2 separate regions of the Mus musculus genome follow, and region 2 is linked to region 1. A link is a contact called in public HiChIP or PLAC-seq data. All regions are on one chromosome and are shown on one strand. The core of a region is the stretch at or near the end of the contact, and the rest is flanking DNA. Distances in the headings are between cores, read along the strand shown.

Region 1 (5,077 bases), core at 808-3,307:
GCTCTCCGCATCTTTCGCGAACATTTTCGAGGTGGAGCTGATCAAAGTCTCCTTGGGGAGGTTAAAACAAAACTAAACAAAAGCCAGCCGTTTCATCCACACGTCGGAGGGCTCATTGGCTGGTCCACACTCTTCACCGAGGAACCTGAGGCCTTGCCCAGCTGGGAACATGGCCGGGACAAGAAAGAAGGACAAGAGATTAGTTAAATTCAGCAGACTTAAAAAAAACAAAAACAAAACAAAACTAAAACTAAAACCAAACCAAAACAAAAACGAGCAGGCCCAGCTCGAAGACTCTGGGTGGTTAGTTTTTCCTGGGGTCGCAATTATCCGTAAAGTCTTGTGTAACTGAACTGCGCAGCTGAAAGAGCAGAGGTGGATCTTATCTCGACCATTTTCTCCCCCACCCTCCCTCTTTTGTTGGATAACTGCCGAATGCAACTAGGCCTCTTATTTTCTTACACTCAACTGTACCTCAAGCCACCCTGCCTCCCCTTTAAGCCTGAAATTAAAGACCTGGAGTTAGGGTACACCATCAACGCGACTCCAGCCCCCCTCCCCAGTCTGTGCAAAGAGAGCCCCAGCCAGCTTTCAAGTCAGTCACTGCTGTAGAGAGAGACCAAGTCTTCCGGAGCACCATCCCGCCTGCGCAGTCTGTAGTCACAGTTTGCCCCTGAGGTGAAGTGACGTGCTCAGGTCCCCTTCAATGGAGACTCAAGCAGTCTCTGAAAGCGCAAGCTTCCTTTTCGCTCGCCGGGCAAACGTGCACCCCAGGCGCTGTGTCCTCTAGCGGCGAACTCTCGCAGCTCGTCTGTGAGCGCTCACCTACAGCTAGGGGGTCCGGTCAGGAGTCAATTGACACTCAAACCTGAGCCCTGAGCCGGGAGGAAAGACTCCCGACTGTAATGATGCTGAGAGGCTCGGGTGCAGTCGCTCGAACCGCGGCGCAGCTGATTGTCTGCTCCACGGCAGATGGTCTTTGAGCACAGATTTGCATTCATTGTCTTCAAATCTGTTTTCGCGCTGGCGTTCTAGATTTCAACAGCAGATCTACGCGCAGATCAGAATACAAAAAGAGAAGCAAGAAAATAACACCCAGCCAGGAGGATTTTTTTTTAATAGGCACCTCCAGCCGTCTAGGGTTTCAGCTATTTTGTGGAGCCTCGGCTTCCCGACCACCAACCTTCGCGACCACAGCGCTCGGCGGACAAAGTTTCCAGGACTTCTTCACAGACGCCTCGTGTCTCTAACGCAGGGTTCCCCGGCCTTCAGGGATTGGGGAGGGAGATTTTAAAAGGGGGGAGGATTCGAAACTTCATCCCGCAGTTCTCAGCCAGCCAAGCTGTCAGCAACCTCTCCTATCTGCAAAGGTGCGTACTCCCGCCCTCCCGGGGCTGTTTTCCTTAACTCCTTCACCATTTCCCTTCACAGTATATTTATTTAAACTGCACTTGAGCCTCATTCGTCCACACTCCGCTCTCTCCTTCCTTCATCTCGCCTCTCCTTCTAACACTTGTGGCCTTCGCACGAAATGATTGCTTCCCTGGAACTCTCTGAGACTTGGTAGACCGGTTCAGAAAGACGGATGCCCTGAGGGTAGTGTTTGCGAAAAGCATAAATACAGGTGGTCACAGGTCCAAACCCCGGGAATGAATCTGTAGGGTCTCCCGCAGGCGACAAAAAACCTGCATCTAGAGGCAAATCCGCGCTGGCTTCCTGCTCCCGCGATCGGAAAGAACCATCATGATCCTAACTCTCAGAGTCCTGCTACTCTGTTTTGGTGCAGGATTTGGGGACCCCCTTTCCCACTCAGGCCAAACACTCGGGACTCTGGTCGGGACTCGGTGCTTGTGGCTTGCTGTAGCCTTTCACCTCCCGGACTTCGGGCAAAGCAAAGCTTGGCTAACGCCGCGGGAGGACGTCCGCCCAGCTTGCCCAGAGCCGGCCAATCCCGGGCGTCCATGCAAATGAGGCTCCTTATCGGGCCTCGGCTCCGCCTCCCGCGGCCTGGGTTGTAGTAACCATTCATGGGGCCCGCGCGCTGCAGCAGCCCGGCTCTGCGGCGCTCTCAGCCACCGCCTCCTCCCCGCTCCGGGTCTTCCCCTTCCTCTTACAACTGATCCTGTTGGGGATTTTTTTTTTTTTTCCTATATCGGAACGGTGGGGAGGAGCAGGGAGGGGGGAACAAGGAGGAAGGGGAGAGATCAGGCAGCTATCTATCTCCTCCTGTTTTTCCCAGAACAGGTGATGCTTCCAAATTGTGGCCACTTTCTGGAGAACGTTCTGCAGCTGGAAGGATGCGGGCGACCTAGAGTGGAAGCCCCGAGGCGGCAGATCTGAAGCCACCGAGGATAAAAAACGCAAACTTTGCATTGTGCGTGGAGGAACGGGCTGGCTATTTCTTTCCAAGAGGGCCCCCAAACTTCGGCCCTTGCCGCCTTTCTCGGATTGCTTTTGGAGAACACCATTTGCTGGCAGCATTGGAGAGTGAGGACGGTGTTGTTGTAAAGTCACTTTTAAGGCGACAGTAGAGGACCAGACTTTTTAAATGTTTGGGATTCAAGATACGCTAGGAAGAGGACCAGCTCTGAAAGACAAGTCGCTGGGTGCCGAGATGGATTCGGTCAGGTCCTGGGTCCGGAATGTCGGCGTGGTGGACGCCAATGTCGCGGCTCAGAGGTAATGAGACTGGAGCCGTTGTGCTCTGAAAGTCTCTGGTTGTGTCTGTCTCCCCGAATATCTCTTCCCTTTGCTCCCTCTCTTTCTCTCTGTCCTTGTCTCTCCTCCCTGGCTGTGCGCACTGGGGCTCTCCCTGGGCGGGCAGGTCGCTGCGACTAGGGGAACCCTTTTCCCGCAGTCGACACTGTAGTTTCTGAACTACCGAGGTCACGGGTGTTTCTCCCCACAGTCCGTTCTTTGAGGACAAAAAAAATTTATTAAAAGTAGCGTTCAAGCTCACATCGTGGCGTTTACTCTTGGACTCTAGCGGAGTGGCGCGTGAAGATCCGAGCTGGCAGCCGGCGCAGCGGCAGAGCCGGCTTTCCGGTCACTCCTAGGTTCCCCCACGCTTCCTGCGAGCGCCTCTCCTCCAGCATCATTCAGGATGGCTTGGAGACTCGGGGAGCCCAGCGGCCAGATGGTGGCGGCGGCGAGAGGATCCGGAGAGGCCTGAGGGGCTGCAAGGAAAGCAAGGCGGCCGGGAGCTCTAGGAAAGGGGACATGCAAGCGAGTCCTGGGTGAGGGAGAGTGGGACAGACAAACCGAAGAGGCCGAGGATGGACCGAAGCACAGGAGTAGTCGGGGAAGAGGAGAAAATGGAGCCGCAGAGAAGAGCACCCTCCAGTTTTGCGGGTTCCTCAAGTTGATTTTGTTTCCAAATCTTCGCGTTTACGGATGGTTAAAATTTGTCTAGGGTTCCATCCCACGAAGACATTCCAGTCCCGCTTCTCACTGTCGCTACTGAACTGAGATTCATGGCCCTCGTGTCCAGACTACAAGAGCCAGCTCCTTTACCCTCTCCAGACACCCACAAATTTCTTCCAGGACTCTCGACTCTTCCTCTGCGCTCTGCGTTCTGCGCCAACCTCCTTAAATCTCCGGACTTCACGTTGAGAAATGACCCCTTTTGCAGATAGGCCACATCTCCAGGTGTCCCGGGTAGAGCGAACTGGCTGCCACCCTTCAAGGAGTGGCAGCAAAGGCCGCAAGCCGGATGCCTGAAGTGGCAGCTGCGGTACCCGATTGCCACTCCTCCGAAGCCGAATGCTCAGTTGTCCCCGAAGCAGATGGTACTTCGCAGAGGCCTTGGCTCTCGAAAGCGGTCTAGGGGTTCGCTCCGGCGGTGACAAGCCGAGGGAACCAAGACAGTTCCGCAGATCCGCTCCTTAGCGGGGGCTTAATAACATTTCCCTCCAGTCTTCCCGTCCGAAATAAAATGTACTTTATTAAAGTTCGAAACAGCAGTCTGTGGTGGTCTAGCGAAAATTATACACTTTCAAAAAAGTGACTGAGACCATGCCCAGCACAAGAATCCAGAAGACCTCAGGGCCACCAGGCTGCCCTCACCATCTGTCAATTCGCCGGCTCCACAAGGTTTTCAGTCAAATGTGGCACTATCAGAGACAGGCATATAGGGAGGTCCTGTGGACGCATCCAAGGCTCTGGCAAGCTCTGGGTCCAGCTATACAGAGTCAGGGAATTTGAGAAAACACTCGAGCGCGGATCGCCCGAGTCTCTGGCCGGGGCGCTGCTGTCTCTTAACATTCTGGCTTCTTCTGGCTTTGACACGTGGAGCGGTTCTTGGGGGCGAAGGTCCTCAGCAGTGAGTCCTCAACCCTGGCCCGTTATCCCCAGCAATGACTGTAGGGGATTTTGCAGTGACACTGTCCTGGATGCAAATTTCGGTAGAGTAAGGCAAACCTTGAGGACAGAGGCTTGGACTCCACAGGCTTCCTATCCTGTAGTCTGTGATCCAAAAATTCACTAGCCAGGAGTTAAAAGGGGTCACTTGTTCAAATGCAAAAGAACCCTATCCCCTTACATCTGAGTCACAGCTTTGAGTTTTGCGGGCAGGCACCTGGGGTTTAGCAGCGCTTCTTAAGACTTCGCCGGCAGCCCTGGTCTTTCTATTCTACTAAAAGCCGTCTGGTGACAGGATTCTGGGTGGCTGTATAACGGGGTGGCGGAAGCAAGGTGCCTATTGCAACCCCTCTGAGAGAGTGTGGAAAAGACCCAGAAGGTTTCTGGTCTTGAGTCCCTTGGCCCTTCTGCAATGTGTTTGGGCATGTTAGTCACTGCCTAACACCCAGTCTTTCTGTCTTTCCCCCTTGTCCTGTTTCTCTCTCCCAACACTTCCTGTGCAGCGGAGTTGCTCTGTCCCGGGCCCATTTTGAAAAGCAACCTCCTTCAAACTTGAGGAAATCCAACTTCTTTCATTTTGTCCTGGCGCTCTACGACAGGCAGGGACAGCCGGTGGAGATTGAGCGCACAGCCTTCGTGGACTTTGTGGAGAATGACAAAGTAAGCGGACCCCTTAAACCCTCCCCCCCTAAGCCGGCACTGAGGATTCCATCTGTCA
Region 2 (5,339 bases), core at 725-3,224, 310 kb after region 1:
TAGGGACTGGGAAACACAACACAGACCTCCTGCATTTCCCCAAAACCACAGTAAAATGAAGGCAGGGATGCCATTTTTTTTTCTCCCGTAAGAGTTAACAAATGATCCATCTGTGAGTTGTTATAAGTCAGTATGACTCCAGAACAGAAATGACAAGAGAAAGGAATAACGTTTATTAAGGCCTGCTGTAGGGGCCTGGGAGATGGCTCAGTTGGTAAAGTGCCTGCCTTGCAAGCATCAGAACCTGAGTTAGAGCCCCAGAACCCAAAACAAAAGCTGGGCATGGTAGCTTATGCTGGTAATCCCAGCACCGGAAAGATGGAGACAGGCAGGGCCCTGTAATACGTGGGGCAGCCTGTCTAGAATACTATACAAGCTTCAGGCCAGTGAGAGACCCTGTCTCAAAAAAGAGTGGACAGTGCCAAGGGGACAGAATGAGGTTGACACGTGGCTGACCCCTGGCCTCTACACTCACAAATGCACACATGCATCTACACAATCACACACACACACACACACACACACACACACACACACACACACACACACACACACACACACACAGAGTCACTACAGGGTTTAGTGCTCTACAGGAGCACTTCCTCTAGTCTTCACGGTACTTGAAGACAAACTGGAGCATCACCTTTCTTCTCAAGGAGAGAATGTTTTCCAGCAACTGCTTGCTCAATTCCAAAAATCAAATCGAGCTCTGCTCCTTGTAAAGTGCCCACTTAAACATGGAGCTGAAGCAAAACACAAAACAAACAAACAAAGCCTGTGAGACAGAACTTCGATTTAAAATCAAGTCAGGAAAGCAACATGTGCAGATAGAACACCAGGCTTACTACGGCGAGTGTCAAGCATCAGATGGGTAGAAGGCCAGGGCACTAAGGGAAGTTACAGTCAGAAGAAGGCTCAGGCGCCGTAAGTGATGAAAGCCAGTGTTGAGTCAGTGTGATTGGAAAGGCATAGGGAGTGGGAAGGCTGCTCCAGCAGCAGAGGGCAGCGAGGCCAAAAAGTACAAAATCAGGGAGAAGAGGAGGGAGCAGACCAGTTGGCTGCATCAAGACCACGTATTCCTATTTTTAAAGTGGTGTTTGGATGAAAAACTAAGACGAAAAGGAAAACACGACTGCTCCTGGTTATGCTGTAGGAGGGGGTTTATTGTAGATAAAAGGGAGAGCACGGTTAGAGGCAGGGACACCTGGGAGAGTCCAGAGTGGATGTGACCAGACTGATCTGTGCTATGTGGGGAGACAGGAGGAAGGGAAGGGAGGAGGGAGAGAGGGAGCCAGATGCAGCAGCCGGGAGCCCCAAAGGTTCAAAGAGAGCAGGTAACTAAAATGGTTATATTATATAGGGAAGAGAAGTCTGTCTTCCAGGGCTGGAGAAGTTCAGTGAAGGGGGCAGAGTATGCCAGTCATGAGAGCCCTGTAACAGGTAGAGACTGAGGTACCAAGAGATCCTGGTGGCCAGCATCTGCTTTGATGTGTTAAAGAGGCACCCCAGCCTTAGCCATTTGTCCTGGTTTGAAACCTAACAATATTATGATGATCTTAAATGAAAAAAGAAAAAGTTGGCTCTGAAGACCCATGGTTTAAAATCTTTTCAATTCTGAAAGTATTTCTAACTCTAGAGTATCTTTTTAAAGAACTTGTAATACCCAGTCACTCAACAGTCACTTTCTCGTTTGCCTTGGACGGACGATTACAAGGTATCTACACTAGCTTGGCACATTGCTGAGACATCTGCCCTCCCCAGAAGGCCTAGTACCTGGCTCCATTCTCTTAGTGTGCGATAAGGAGCCCTAGGCTGAGCCTTTCACCAACCATGTTCAATTAGATCATGGCTATGGCTTATATTCACCAAAGGCTCCAGTCTCTTAGTGTGCAATAAGGAGCCCTAGGCTGAGCCTTTCACCAACCATGTTCGATTAGATCATGGCTATGGCTTATATTCACCAAAGGCTCCAGTCTCTTAGTGTGCAATAAGGAGCCCTAGGCTGAGCCTTTCACCAACCATGTTCGATTAGATCATGGCTATGGCTTATATTCACCAAAGGCTCCAGTCTTTTATTGTGCGATAAGGAGCCCTAGGCTGAGCCTTTCACCATGTTCGATTAGATCATGGCTACGGCTTATATTCACCAAAGGCTTTCTTGAGAAAGCTCCTAGGCATTTCCTTCTAATTAACTGGAGTTGTTTCTTTTGCTGCCTGTTGTGGACCCCTGAGGCACCATGACTCACCTGCACATCTGCCCAAACCAAACCCAGTGTCTCAATAGCGAAGAAGAAAGAAACGGGGCCAGAAGTCACAGCCCTCTGTGTTTAAGTTCCACATCTCTTTTCCTGGTTGGATAGAGAGGAAGGTAGGTAAGACCTCTCTAGTCTACCCCCTCTTCCCTCTAGAAAAGGAGAGAGAGAGAGAGAGAGAGAGAGAGAGAGAGAGAGAGAGAGAGAGTCCGTCTTCAAGGAGAAAACCTGCTATGAATTGCTTACACTCCAGAACATTCTATTAGACCGTTGTTCTAGATGAAGTGTTGACTAGAACAGAAGGCCACGGGGCACATGAATGTTGTCTTAGCATCCGTACACCCATGTTGTAAGGTGGTCCAGAATCAAGGTCCGATTTCTTTCCTTCTCTCCTCTCGCTTCCAGGGATCAGCTGAGTCAAAGAAGCCGCATTAATCAGCTCCATGCTCACCTCCAAGGCATTTTCTTCTCTGGCTTTTTTTCTGCTAAGACTCCTGACTCCTGTTGTCCCATTTCAGAGGTGAGTTCTAAGACTTATATTTGCATGTTGAAATAAAAACAGGGGTTCACACATTGTGTGTGTGTTGTTTTTTTTTTTGTTTGTTTGTTTTGTTTTGTTTTGTTTGTTTTGGAGACCATGAGGCTCTGACTGAAACAGGCAAAAGAATCCAGAAAAGAGACTTAAGCTGGTCACTGGAGTCCCACATCAGGGCTTGTGGGAGAACTGATTGGTGGTATAGGTCAAGGCAGAATTAAAGTATTTCTGCATACACTAACCATATATAACGATGACTGTTTTCTAACACGGTCTCTTAATGAGACCCAGCCTCCATAATGTCCAGTACTCACCTGAAATAATCAACTCCTAGGACATTGAGGAAAATGAGGGTTCTGTGAAAATCCTATTCTGAATACTCTCTGGTCCCCTTCAGTGACTGGAATCACAGAACCATAGACATATAGACACAGGCACACAGACAGACAGACAGACAGACAGACAGACAGACAGACAGACACACACACACACACACACACACACACACACCAGCCTCCTCACACATATTAGATTGAGACATTTCTGGAAAAACAATCCCCGGTTCTGTTTCCATGGAAGCAATCTCATGTCCCCAGTGGCAGCAAATGGCAGGCAGCCGGCGGTAAGGGAGCTCCTGGGGCTGCTGTGGGCCTTCCCTCCTTTGCCAAGCCAGCAGAGTGGGCTATAGGAAGGAGAGTGGGAGGCAGGGCTGAGCCTCACCAACAAACCCAAACCTCTGGGGAGACAGTGGACCCCAGCTGTGCCCCCTCTTTTGGGGCAAATGTACATCTGGGTATTCTGGGCACAGCTCCAGCCAATCAGCCAGGCTGATCCCCCTTCAGCTTACCACAAAAGGCTGCTCGCTCAGAGCAGATGGTTGTGCTGAGCCTGTGCCTAAACCAAGATGGAGGCCACCCATGGGGCTGGAGCTGTAAAAACAGACACTGCTCCAAGCAATACCCCCTGGCTTGGAGAATGCCCATCCTCCCCTCAGCTTCCAGAGCACCCCAAATGTGCTTCACGCTCTACCGGTGGTACCCGGGACAAGTTCAGGTAGCTCGTGGAAGAACGCCTATAAGAAGTGTTGGCTGCATAGTGACTGTGTCTATTTTAGAAAAAACTATGATGTATGATTTCATGGGTAATTACAGCTTGGTTTAAAACTTAAGGAGATGTTAATGAAATTTCTCCATTTATTAAAATTAAATAAATGATAGAATAGATATTTATAGATATGGACAAAAACAATGGAAATATGCACAAATCGGGCTGGTGAAATGGCTTAGCCAGTAAAGGTGCTTGCCACCAAGTCTGACTACCTGAGTTCGGTTCCCAAGACCCACATGGTTAAAAGAAAGAACCTATTTATGAAAGTTGTCCCATGACCTCCACGTGTGCTCCATGGTAAACATTATTATGTATGCGTGCACACACATGCGCGCGCACACACATATACACACTGTAATAAAAGTAGAATATTTTTAAAAGAATTCAAACTGTATAGAAATAAAACTCGAGAAATGTTAAAACTCTGAATGCCTTCTTTTAGGGTCAGACAACTGTCTGCAAGGAAAAGTGCTACAAGTGTCAGGGTGCAAGATGGAAGGACTGGATAGGGAGGGGACCCCATCAAGTAAACTCTTCATTGAGGACGATCAGGGCGGTAGGCTCCCTTTGTCTGTCTTACCCAACCATCAGTATGATTCCCAGGACTTTGCAGAGGCTCTCGACAGCTACACCAGCTTGGATGCAGACTCGACTGACCTCCAGTTCTAACCAGGGTCACTTCACCTAAGTTAACGTCTTAGTTGCTTTTCTATTGCTATGATAAAACAACATGACAAAGGCAACTTATAGAAGACAGGGCTTATGGTCATCTGGCTTATGGTCCTAGAGGGATGAAAGTCCATACTTTCAGAGCGAAGGCAGAAGATGGTAAGAAGCTGGAACAGTAGCTGAGAGCTCACATCTCAAACCACAAGCAGGAAGCAGAGATTATGCACTAGAAACAGCACATGGCTTTTGATTCTCAAAATCTGTTCCAAGTGACATGTTTTCCCCAGCAAGGACATACTTCCTAAACCTACCCACATACTATCACCAACTGGAGGCAAAGTTTTCAGATGCCCAAGATTATGGTACAAATCTCATTGAAACCACTACATTTCACTTCCTAACCCTTATAGTCTCACAGCCATATCATACTGTAAAATGGACTTTGTCCAACTTCAAAAGTTCCCAAGTCTTTCACTGTCTCAACATTAAAGCCAAAATTTCCTTCTGTGACTCAAGACAACCTCTTAACTGCAATCCCTTATAAAATCAAAATGCAGACTATATACTTCCAGTGTACAATGGCACAGAATATTCATTACCACACCAAAAGGAGGGAATGGGACACAGTGAGGAAATAAATACTGAACCTAAACAAGACCAATCCATCAAGGCAGACTCCAAGTCAAAGGGCTTAGATGCCTCTGCCCCTCCATCTTGCTCCTGCCTCTCAGCTGGGCTACTTGTAGCTTCTCTTGGAAGATATCTCACAGTCCAGC

Evidence for each region. HiChIP or PLAC-seq counts read pairs in DNA pulled down with a chosen protein or histone mark.
Region 2: a contact with region 1 is called in an H3K4me3 HiChIP or PLAC-seq map of embryonic hindbrain, with 4 times the contacts expected there. The contact joins the enhancer-like site here to the promoter of Ebf2 in region 1. A contact is called at or near these places in 6 of 39 promoter capture datasets (the 3T3-L1 cell line, cranial neural crest, hippocampal neurons and 2 more), 7 of 484 Hi-C or Micro-C datasets (embryonic stem cells, nephron progenitors and stem cell-derived germline stem cell-like cells), 12 of 115 datasets of contacts at active chromatin or transcription factors (astrocytes, craniofacial prominence, embryonic basal ganglia and 7 more) and 2 of 9 other capture datasets (adipose tissue and embryonic stem cells).

Annotation. Positions count from the first base shown.
Region 1 is chr14:67,232,587-67,237,663 of GRCm38.p6, forward strand. Ebf2 (early B cell factor 2) reads left to right here and starts at 2,058. Exons shown (of 16, transcript NM_001360202.1): 1 at 2,058-2,679; 2 at 4,863-5,019. The coding sequence starts at 2,549. Gm20675 (a long non-coding RNA gene) reads right to left here and starts at 609. Exons shown (of 2, transcript XR_874748.1): 1 at 517-609; 2 at 1-161.
Region 2 is chr14:67,537,932-67,543,270 of GRCm38.p6, forward strand. No RefSeq gene overlaps it. Among named protein-coding and RNA genes, the nearest start is that of Gm24981, 26 kb to the right of the region's middle. Within about 2 kb of position 1,975, at least 9 of the 459 cell types and tissues checked have an H3K27ac peak or open chromatin away from gene starts, as enhancers often do.